Regions from separate parts of the Mus musculus genome. Here all the other regions are linked to region 1. Evidence: chromatin contacts called from public Hi-C and HiChIP or PLAC-seq data. All regions are on one chromosome and are shown on one strand. Each heading gives the region's core, a stretch centred on a gene start, on an enhancer-like site or on the middle of the called end of the contact. The rest is flanking DNA. Distances are from core to core; before and after follow the strand shown. Region 1 holds the start of Adprhl2 (ADP-ribosylhydrolase like 2). Region 2 holds the start of Clspn (claspin). Region 3 overlaps Ago4 (argonaute RISC catalytic subunit 4).

What was found. A called contact is a pair of places that touch in the nucleus more often than the background predicts. HiChIP or PLAC-seq counts read pairs in DNA pulled down with a chosen protein or histone mark.
Region 2: a contact with region 1 is called in an H3K4me3 HiChIP or PLAC-seq map of embryonic stem cells, with 53 read pairs. The contact joins the promoter of Clspn here to the promoter of Adprhl2 in region 1. A contact is called at or near these places in 2 of 39 promoter capture datasets (the 3T3-L1 cell line and pre-B cells), 3 of 15 datasets of contacts at CTCF or cohesin (the NIH/3T3 cell line, embryonic stem cells and pro-B cells), 11 of 484 Hi-C or Micro-C datasets (the Ba/F3 cell line, the CH12 cell line, the G1E-ER4 cell line and 4 more), 12 of 115 datasets of contacts at active chromatin or transcription factors (effector CD8 T cells, embryonic stem cells, large pre-B cells and 3 more) and 2 of 9 other capture datasets (adipose tissue and liver).
Region 3: a contact with region 1 is called in a Hi-C map of bone marrow-derived macrophages, with 35 read pairs. The contact joins the enhancer-like site here to the promoter of Adprhl2 in region 1. A contact is called at or near these places in 6 of 39 promoter capture datasets (the 3T3-L1 cell line, the C10 cell line, the HPC-7 cell line and 3 more), 14 of 484 Hi-C or Micro-C datasets (the G1E-ER4 cell line, the N1E-115 cell line, Th2 cells and 10 more), 8 of 115 datasets of contacts at active chromatin or transcription factors (bone marrow-derived macrophages, embryonic stem cells, large pre-B cells and 1 more) and 4 of 9 other capture datasets (adipose tissue, embryonic stem cells, liver and 1 more).

The regions. Positions count from the first base shown.
Region 1 is chr4:126,320,255-126,323,034 of GRCm38.p6, reverse strand. Adprhl2 (ADP-ribosylhydrolase like 2) reads left to right here and starts at 1,332. Exons shown (of 6, transcript NM_133883.2): 1 at 1,332-1,593. The coding sequence starts at 1,365. Tekt2 (tektin 2) reads left to right here. Exons shown (of 11, transcript NM_001357262.1): 9 at 72-215; 10 at 384-463; 11 at 616-914. The coding sequence ends at 829.
Region 2 is chr4:126,555,617-126,558,396 of GRCm38.p6, reverse strand. It overlaps Clspn (claspin), which reads right to left and starts at 1,417. Exons shown (of 26, transcript NM_175554.4): 1 at 1,260-1,417. The coding sequence starts at 1,283.
Region 3 is chr4:126,488,623-126,491,402 of GRCm38.p6, reverse strand. Ago4 (argonaute RISC catalytic subunit 4) reads left to right here. Exons shown (of 18, transcript NM_153177.3): 18 at 1-1,862. Among named protein-coding and RNA genes, the nearest start is that of Ago1, 21 kb to the right of the region's middle. Within about 2 kb of position 1,407, at least 33 of the 459 cell types and tissues checked have an H3K27ac peak or open chromatin away from gene starts, as enhancers often do. A contact at or near this core is called in the HPC-7 cell line and bone marrow-derived macrophages, where this site is marked.

The DNA of each region.
Region 1 (2,780 bases), core at 83-2,582:
CCTGCCCTGAAGCTTCAGTTGGGAGCCCTAGTGTGAGTCTTGCCGGTGGAGAACAGTAATGTCTGCCACAGACCTTAGAAGAGATAGCCGAGCTGCAGGGAGACATTCGGCGCCTGGAGGAGGACCTGCGTAGAAAGATGATGAACTTGAAGCTTGCACATACCCGGCTGGAGTCCAGAACCTACCGGTCCAATGTGGAGCTCTGCCGGGACCAGGTACAAGGGGCCCCGGTGGGGACCACCCCTGTCTGCTAAGGAGACCTCAGTATTACCCCTCTTCGCACGTTTCTTGTGGAACAAGCATTCTGGTCCAAGGCAGTTATGCGACCAGCTGAAGGGTCTTGCGGCTGAACTGAAAACCCCATCCTGCCCCTCTGTCTTCAGACACAGTATGGCCTCATTGATGAAGTCCACCAGTTAGAGGCAACCATCAATACCATGAAGCAGAAGCTGGCCCAAACACAGTAGGTTTAGAGAGTGGGCAGGAATAGTGGGGGGCACTGCTCAACCATGGGGCCGTAGTGCCTGCTGGTCTCTCTGGGCTTTATGCTGGTGAGATGTCCTGGCCCCTGCAGCCTGATGTAGGGCTCTGAGCTCCCGATGCTTTGCGTTACAGGAACGCTTTGGATGCCCTGTTCAAGCACCTGGCCCGGATACAGGCTGATATCGCGTGCAAGACCAACACCCTGCTCTTGGACACCAAGTGTATGGACACCCGACGCAAGCTGACGGTGCCGGCTGAGAAATTTGTGCCCCAGGTGGACACCTTCACGCGCACGACAAACCGCACACTGAGTCCACTCAAAATCTGCCAGCTGGAGCTAACCTAGGCTTTGGCGGCTGAGGGAAGACACAAGATTGGTGGGAGGGGGGAGTAGTGAGGGGACAGTAAAATAATAAAAATGGAGTTCTCAAGCCAGGCTCTTTTCTGCTACCCCATGAGAGTGGCTGACCGAGTGAGACAGTCCACTTGAGCGATGGAGTCGCCTAGACTTCATAGGGGTCGAGTCCAAAGCGACTCCAGAAGGAATACGGGTGTAAAGATACAGGTGATCGCCCGCGGGCAGCAGTGGCTTTGAGTGGGCAACATTCTTGTTCAGGTGCTTTTCAAAGGGTCCTCCGCGGGATTTTAGGGAGCTGTCGGCCGCATTTGTGGTGCCATTTACAAATGAGAAGGTAGGGAGCGCCAAAGCGAAGCGTGCGAGTACTTATGGGGCGCTGAGACTCCCAGCCGTTGAGTGGCGCTGTGGGGTAGGACGTAGGCTGAGACTCCGGGCCACAAGGGGGCGCTGTGGGGCCGCGGGGAAGAGACGACCAAAGAGGCGGCAGCATCGATGCCGGAAGTGGCGACTAGTCCGCGCGCGGATGGCGGTGGCTGCGGCGGCAGCAGCTACAGCGATGTCGGCGGCGGGGGGCGGCGGGGCAAGTGCGGCCCGCTCCATCTCGCGCTTCCGAGGTTGCCTGGCGGGCGCGCTGCTGGGAGATTGCGTGGGCGCTGTCTACGAGGCACACGATACCGTCAGCCTGGCATCAGTCCTGAGTCACGTCGAGAGCCTGGAGCCGGACCCGGGCACGCCGGGCAGCGCGCGGACAGGTGGGCGGGGCACCACCGATCGGGTCCCCACCCCTGGGCGAGGGGACCGAGACTCGGGGGCGCGCGCGCAGACTAGGCTGCCGAGGTGGAGGCTCCTGCGGCGAGCTCCCACGAAGTCACGAGGCTGAAGGCCCCTGGATCGAATCGGTTTGCTCCAGCTCTCCGTGGTTGTAGGTCTCCAGCCATGACCACATTCAGAGCGCAGGCCTCGCCTAAAACCTTGGCTAGAGCCAGTTCCCGCGTGGCCAGTTCCGTCGTGACCAGCTTTCTCAAACTGCTGGCCCGATGTGGGCGTCGGCGAGGGCTGTCCCTAGCCTGTTAAGACATGTCCCTTCCTTTCGCTTGCAAACGCAGCTTGTCCTCAGATTCCAGGTCAGATGTCAGTAGAAGACTTGGTTCTTCTTGAAGAGCATGTAACATAGTAGAAGGGGGCCGTCGTCAGAACCCCAGAGGACTCCACGAGTTAAGAGGCATTTAGAGGTAGGGGAAGGAGCGAGGAAGGACGGGGTGTGCCGAGAAGTAGGAAGGATGGTAACAAAACCAGAGGAAAGAATTTCAAGACTAGGACACTGGTGTGTTACAGAAAAGTCAGGGTAGTCTGGACCCAGAAAACCATGTCGAGTTGGTCGAGAACATGGAAAACGGGTGTTAAAGGAAGCAGAGATAAGACAAATTTTATTTCATTATGGTTTGGTAAGATGGAAAAAAAAAAGGTGTGTTTTAGGTTGAGTGGTAGTTGGGACCCTGTGGCTGCAGGAAACACATTTTAAGAGGGTCTGAGTGGAAAGAACTGACAGAGTCCAAAGGAAGTTCTGGCCTCCAGCAGTGCTAAGTCCAGGAGTTCAACTCCTAACTAGCTTGCTTGGTTCCTCTTGGCCTTGAGTTTCCCTTTGGGGGGAGCTCACTTTGGCAGTCTCCTTTTCCTACAGTATGGTCCCAGTAACACTGCAGAAGAGGTTCTCCTTGGGGCTGGAGAGATGGCTCTGCAGTTAAGAGCACTAACTGCTCTTCTAGAGGTCCTGAGTTCAAATCCCAGCAACCACATGGTGGCTCACAACCACCTGCAGTGGGATCTGATGCCCTTTTGGGGGTGTCTGAAGACAGCTACAGTGTACTTACATATAACAAATAAATAAATCTTTAAAAAAAGAGAGAGAGAACGAGAGAGATTCTCCTTTGCTCCAACT
Region 2 (2,780 bases), core at 168-2,667, 240 kb before region 1:
TTCTACTAGGTGAGTCCTGGGGATAGAAGTCACGCTGTCAGGCTTCAAAACAAATGTCTTTATTTATGAGCCATCCTTCAGATCCCACTGTGATAGTCACACACACACACACACACACTCACTCATGTCATAATTGTGCTCACATACCATTCTTCTAACTTTGCCTCCCTGTCTTTGTCTCCTACTTTTATGTTTGTTTTCTTTCTTTCTTTCTTTCTTTCTTTCTCTCTTTCTAGTAAGAGTCAGCAAAAGTGTGGCTTATGAAGTCAGCCACCTTTTGAAAATAATGTTATTTAAATTAAGGCTTTTTAAAAAAATCCTAGTGAGGCAAAAAGACAGGTTGGTGCACAACGAGATCTTGATTAAAGTCTGTTATTTTGTTCAATATCTAATCGTGAAAACTTCATGTCAAAATAAGGCTTTCATAGCCAGGCGTGGGGGCGCACGCCTTTAATCCCAGCACTCGGCAGAGGCAGGAGGATTTCTGAGTTCGAGACCAGCCTGGTCTACAGAGTGAGTTCCAGGGCGGCCAGGGCTACACAGAGAAACCCTGTCTCAAAAAAAAAAAAAAAAAAAAAACAACAACAACAACAACAACAACAAAAAGGCTTTCCTTTGGTGATTAGGTTTTTCTGGTACCCCCATTAAATCTGTTCTTAAGGCAACTATTTGGCCCTAGTCCTGGCTCCAGAAAAGAACACAGATCACGGAAAAGGTTTTCTATGGCCAAATTCCACTAGTGAGTCACCAGCTACTGGAAGGACGCTGTGAGCCAGGCCACTGTAGGCAAAGACTGTGGGCCCACGCGCGACACCCTTACAAGTTCCTTCCAGAACCAGAGTTCCAACTGCTTATACCCCTCACCCTGTGCTTACAGAGACTCCCACCCCACAACTTCCAGGCCAGGCTGGCCAAGGCCTTTTTTTTTTTTTTTTTTTTTTTTTTTTTTGTGGGGATGCTGTAAAGGGAGCTTGCGCGGCAGGAAACGCGCCAAAGAGCAAGGCGGGCTGCAGTGACAAGCTGAGGACCCGGCTGGGCGGACAACAGCGCGCGCCGCCGAACCAGAAGCTGTGGGGACTGAGCGCGGGAAGCCAGATGGAGACCCTCCAGAGGCCCCCAGACTCAGTCCAGTGGTCTCGGAGCGGTGCACGCCGGGAATTGTAGTCCTCCCGGCTCGGCGCTCTGGCCCTGCTGGGTTGACTGTCCCACTCGGCCCTCAGCGAAAGGCCTCCACAGCCCGGACCAGAGCCTAAACTCACCTCAGAACCCACCTCGCCGGTCATGATTCCGGCCTCCCTTCCGCACAGCTCCAGGAGAACGTGTCTGCAGTAACCTCAACTTGACGGCGACAGCTCCCGCCGTCTCCAGCTCGGCAGCGAAGTTCGAGCTTTCGCGCCCAGACGCGGTACAACGCTCAACCTTGAGGGTTTGCACCAATCCGAGGGAGGGTTTCCCTCCGAGGCCCCACCCCTATCGCCCTGCCAATCAGGAGGCGCCTCCTGCCTGCCCGGCAAATGTAATTTGCGTTGGTTTGGCGGGTTGCGGCTGCTCTTGTCAAACAGATCTAGGAGTGGCTTTGGGGTGTCTGGGGGTTCTCGGGGAGCGAAGAGATCCCGCGCTATGGCTTAGAAAGAAGGTATCTTGCGAATGATGTTCTTGGACTTTTGACCTATGTCTTCGTTCGATGGGTCGTACCGTATGCAATTAGAGGAGAGAAATTTCAATGCAGGAAGTGAACTGGGAAGAAGTTCCCAGGATTCTGGGAGTGTCCCACACCTGAATTTTTTGCTGAGGGAACCTTAGACCCCAGTGGAGGCTTTCTCCATCAGTTCATCCCTGGAGCAATCCTAACCTGCAGAGTTAATGTTTTTACCTCTTCGGGTCGATTCTCTGTCCTTTCTTCCCCATGTTCTATAGGCAGGCAAGAATGTCCTTTCTGGACTGTATTGTCCCAGCTGACTTGTCTTTTGTCTTCTGAATGGTCAAGCCAGTGTTAAAACTCCTTACAAAGTTATTATAAAGAGACCAGCTGGCACAGGGAAAGAAAGATCTGAGTATTTATTATCCTCCATCCCACCCAAACCCCCCTCCTCTCTAACTCCCCCCACCCCCCTTCACCTATTCTGGTATGGTGACCAACTCTGTCCAGTTTGCTTAGGACTTTCCCAGGTTTAGCACGGAAAACCTCACATCCCTAGAATCTCCTCAGAGGATACGAGGGATGACAGTCACCTCTGACACTGGTCTCCCCTTTATCTGAATACACATTCAGATAAAAAACAACTCCATTTCTCCACATCTCCGCCCACTTCTACACCCCTAAGGGTCTTGAGCTGGGGATGCAGCTCAGTAGTAGAGCTCTTGCTTAGTTAGTTTGCATGAGGCCCTCCCTGGTATAATCTCCAGGCTTCCAAAAAATACAAAAAAGAGTCCCATCCTCATATTTTACCCCCTTTTTAAAAAAAAAAAGGCTATTTTACTATGACCGTATACATCAATGATTCACAAATATGCATCTATCTGTAGCACTTCCTCCAGCATTTGGAGGACTGACTTTTATTGGCCATACAGTTTGTGACAAACAATGGGCAGAATTTTATAATCATCATTCTCTTAATCTTTGGAGGAAGCGTGTAAGGGAAGTAATGTGATCGTCTCGCGTCCACTGTCACCTGCTCTTTATGATTTCCAGGCTCACCGAGAGCATCCTCCAAAATCTCCCTTCTCCTGTTCTGTTGCCCCAAATTACACTTCTGTCTAAAGAATTATTTCTGAGGGCT
Region 3 (2,780 bases), core at 158-2,657, 170 kb before region 1:
GCTCAGCAGTGCCACTGGTGTTTGCTGAGCCTGGTCTCCGAGAGAGTTTATAATGTCCGTCTAGTCCTATAGCACATGCGGATGGGTGCAGACATCTTTAATCTCTGCAGACAGTGGGAAAAGCAAGTCCTGTGACTGAAGCACAACACAGGCGTGAAGCGACAGCAGACGTCCGTTCCCTGAGATCTTCCTTTTTTTCTGCAAATACCTCCCTGGGATAATACAAATCCAGACATGTTGATGAATGGCTGACTGCCGCTTTTATTCACACCTGTTCAGGGAAAGCACAGAAAATGCTCTGTAGCACAGACATTCTGGACCCAAGAGGAGGGGGAACAAAGGAAGCCTTTTTAGGAAAAGGAAAACTTGCCTGGAGTCTGTGATGTGAAGAACTCTCGGTGGCTGGCAGCTGACAGAAGGCACCGTACCTGCACAGGAGCGCCTCGGGCTTGCTTGTTGACAATGCACAGAAGAGACTCTAGCCATCTTCCGACAGGATGGAACAGTGAGCGAGCTGTGTGCCCGGAAGCCCCATCCACGGTCCTGCAACTGAGTTGTAGGTTTGCCCATGAGCGATATGCCTGAAACACCACTGCCGGTCCTAGTATGCTGGGGTGAATCCGTGTGGAGCTGGAGGAAAAGCCAGGAGACCAACTTTTGTAGAAAAAACGGTATCAATAAGTGTGTGAAGCCGTTGTTCTGGGCAAGTGGAAAGAAATATGGAAGAGTTAGGATTACTTGGGGGAGGGGAACTTGCTGAGGGGTGAACAGTCCAGAGGTGATCACTTGAGAATCAGAACTGCAGTAATACCACCGTAAGCAAATCTGAATGCATAGTTTTAACTTAACTGGGGTTGACAATTCAAATAGGTACCTCCCCCCACCCCCCCAAACAAAAACCTGACTGAGTTGTTATGCATGTGTCAATCACTGGGAGGTGTGCATTCTCTAGTAGTGTTAGGCTGTTTGGTTCTTTTAAATGCAGCCTATTTAGGTACTGTCATGTAGTGTGGAAGATTTTGGTGCGGCAACTCTAAAGAATGACATTTTTGGGGCTAGGGAGCATAGGACATTAAGAACGGGAAAGACCCAAGTGTTGAACCAATTGTGTTTTTTTGTTGTTAGTTGTTGAATCCTGAGTTGATGCAGTCAGCATTCTGGGCAGGCGAACCACCTTTGTTCTTACTGTTAAGTTCTTTGTGCTGCTTCCAAAGATGATTTACAAGCAGGGATGTTCTAAATGGGTCTGTACCTTAGGGTCCGGGGTCCAGCCCATATCCTAGGTCAAAGCCTACCCACCTGGCTCAGCTACCTACTGCTTTAACCAGGCTCATCCTCTCTACTCCGCTGTGGTTGCCCTCCACGGATGTGCTCTGAGATTCTCTTGCTCAGTGGCAAGGTGGCTGCTCTGCTTTCATTTTTAAAAAAGCGGAAGTTAAGGTCATCATACTAATACTGCATCAACTCCAGGAATTAAAGGAAAGATCTTTATTGCTCAACCATTTTCTTATTGGTTCCTACTGACATATTCATCTCCTTTCTGTGTCTACTGGCTGAAATGTTTGTGTTTGTTCATCTGACTAACGGTATGGTTTCTGTATGGTTAGACTTGTAATGTTTTAAAATGTATTTTATTACTTTGGACTGGATGTTCCTCTCCAGCGATACGAGGTACTTTCTAAGCTATTAAGGAAGGGTTTGAATCCCTATGTGAGATAAGATAATGGTTGTTTAAATTTTGCAGAGGTTTTTGTTATTGTTACTGGTTTTGATTTTGGGTTTTTTTTTGACCTGTGGGGATATTTTGTGTTTATGTGTCCAAAAAGTGGGGAGGGGAATAAATTGACATTCTTGTGCTAAAAGTTGTTTTTCTCATCAGTGGTGTGGTAACTATGGAATACACTGTAATGGCATCAGACATGACTACTTTAAACAGTGTCATCTATTTGAGAAGTGTGCTTAATTTCTGGGTCTCCCTATATTTAGGAATTGCATTTGGGAATTTTTGAAGGACTCCAAGAACACTTCACATACAGAAACTTTGACAATATTCATCAAGGTTCTAGGTACTGCTCTTAATAGTTAGCTCTGATTAAGTCATATCTTAAGGAAACATTGAGGTAATCCCAAATTTTAGGAGACGGAAGCAGGAAGATTATTTTGATTCTGAATCTAGCCTAGGCCTTAGAGAGGGACCCTGTGTAATAGCTACTCTTCTCTCTGATAGGATAAAACAGAACAGGACCAGCAATGGCCTATGGGAGAACTGTTTTGTTGGTTTTCTTTGTGTATGGTTCTCCAAGGAGAGTTCACAATGGTGTAGAAAGCATGGCAGCAGGCAGCTTCAGTGAGAAGCTGAGAACCCACATCTTTAACCTCAAGCATGAAGCAGAAAGGGATGTGGAGATGAGGCAAGGCTTGCTTCCAGTGACGAGCTTCCTCCAACAAGGCTGCACCTTTCTAAAGCCTTCCTAAACAACGCCACCATCTTGGAGCCAGTCATCCAGATGCCTGAAGCTGTGGGAGACATTTCTCAGTCAAACTGCTAGACTGTGTCTCAAAGACAAGACACTGTGGACAGATACTTCTATTTACAACTTAATTATTTAGAGAATGTCCCCAAATTTACCCAAAACAGGGAGTCTCCAGTCTTTTGACCTCTTTGCTTTGGGGGCAAGGTCACCGTGTATAGGTCAGGCTGCTAGTGAACTCACACTTCTTCAGTCACCAGAGCACCAAGATTACTGCCATGAACTACCATGCCCACCCAGCTCATGATT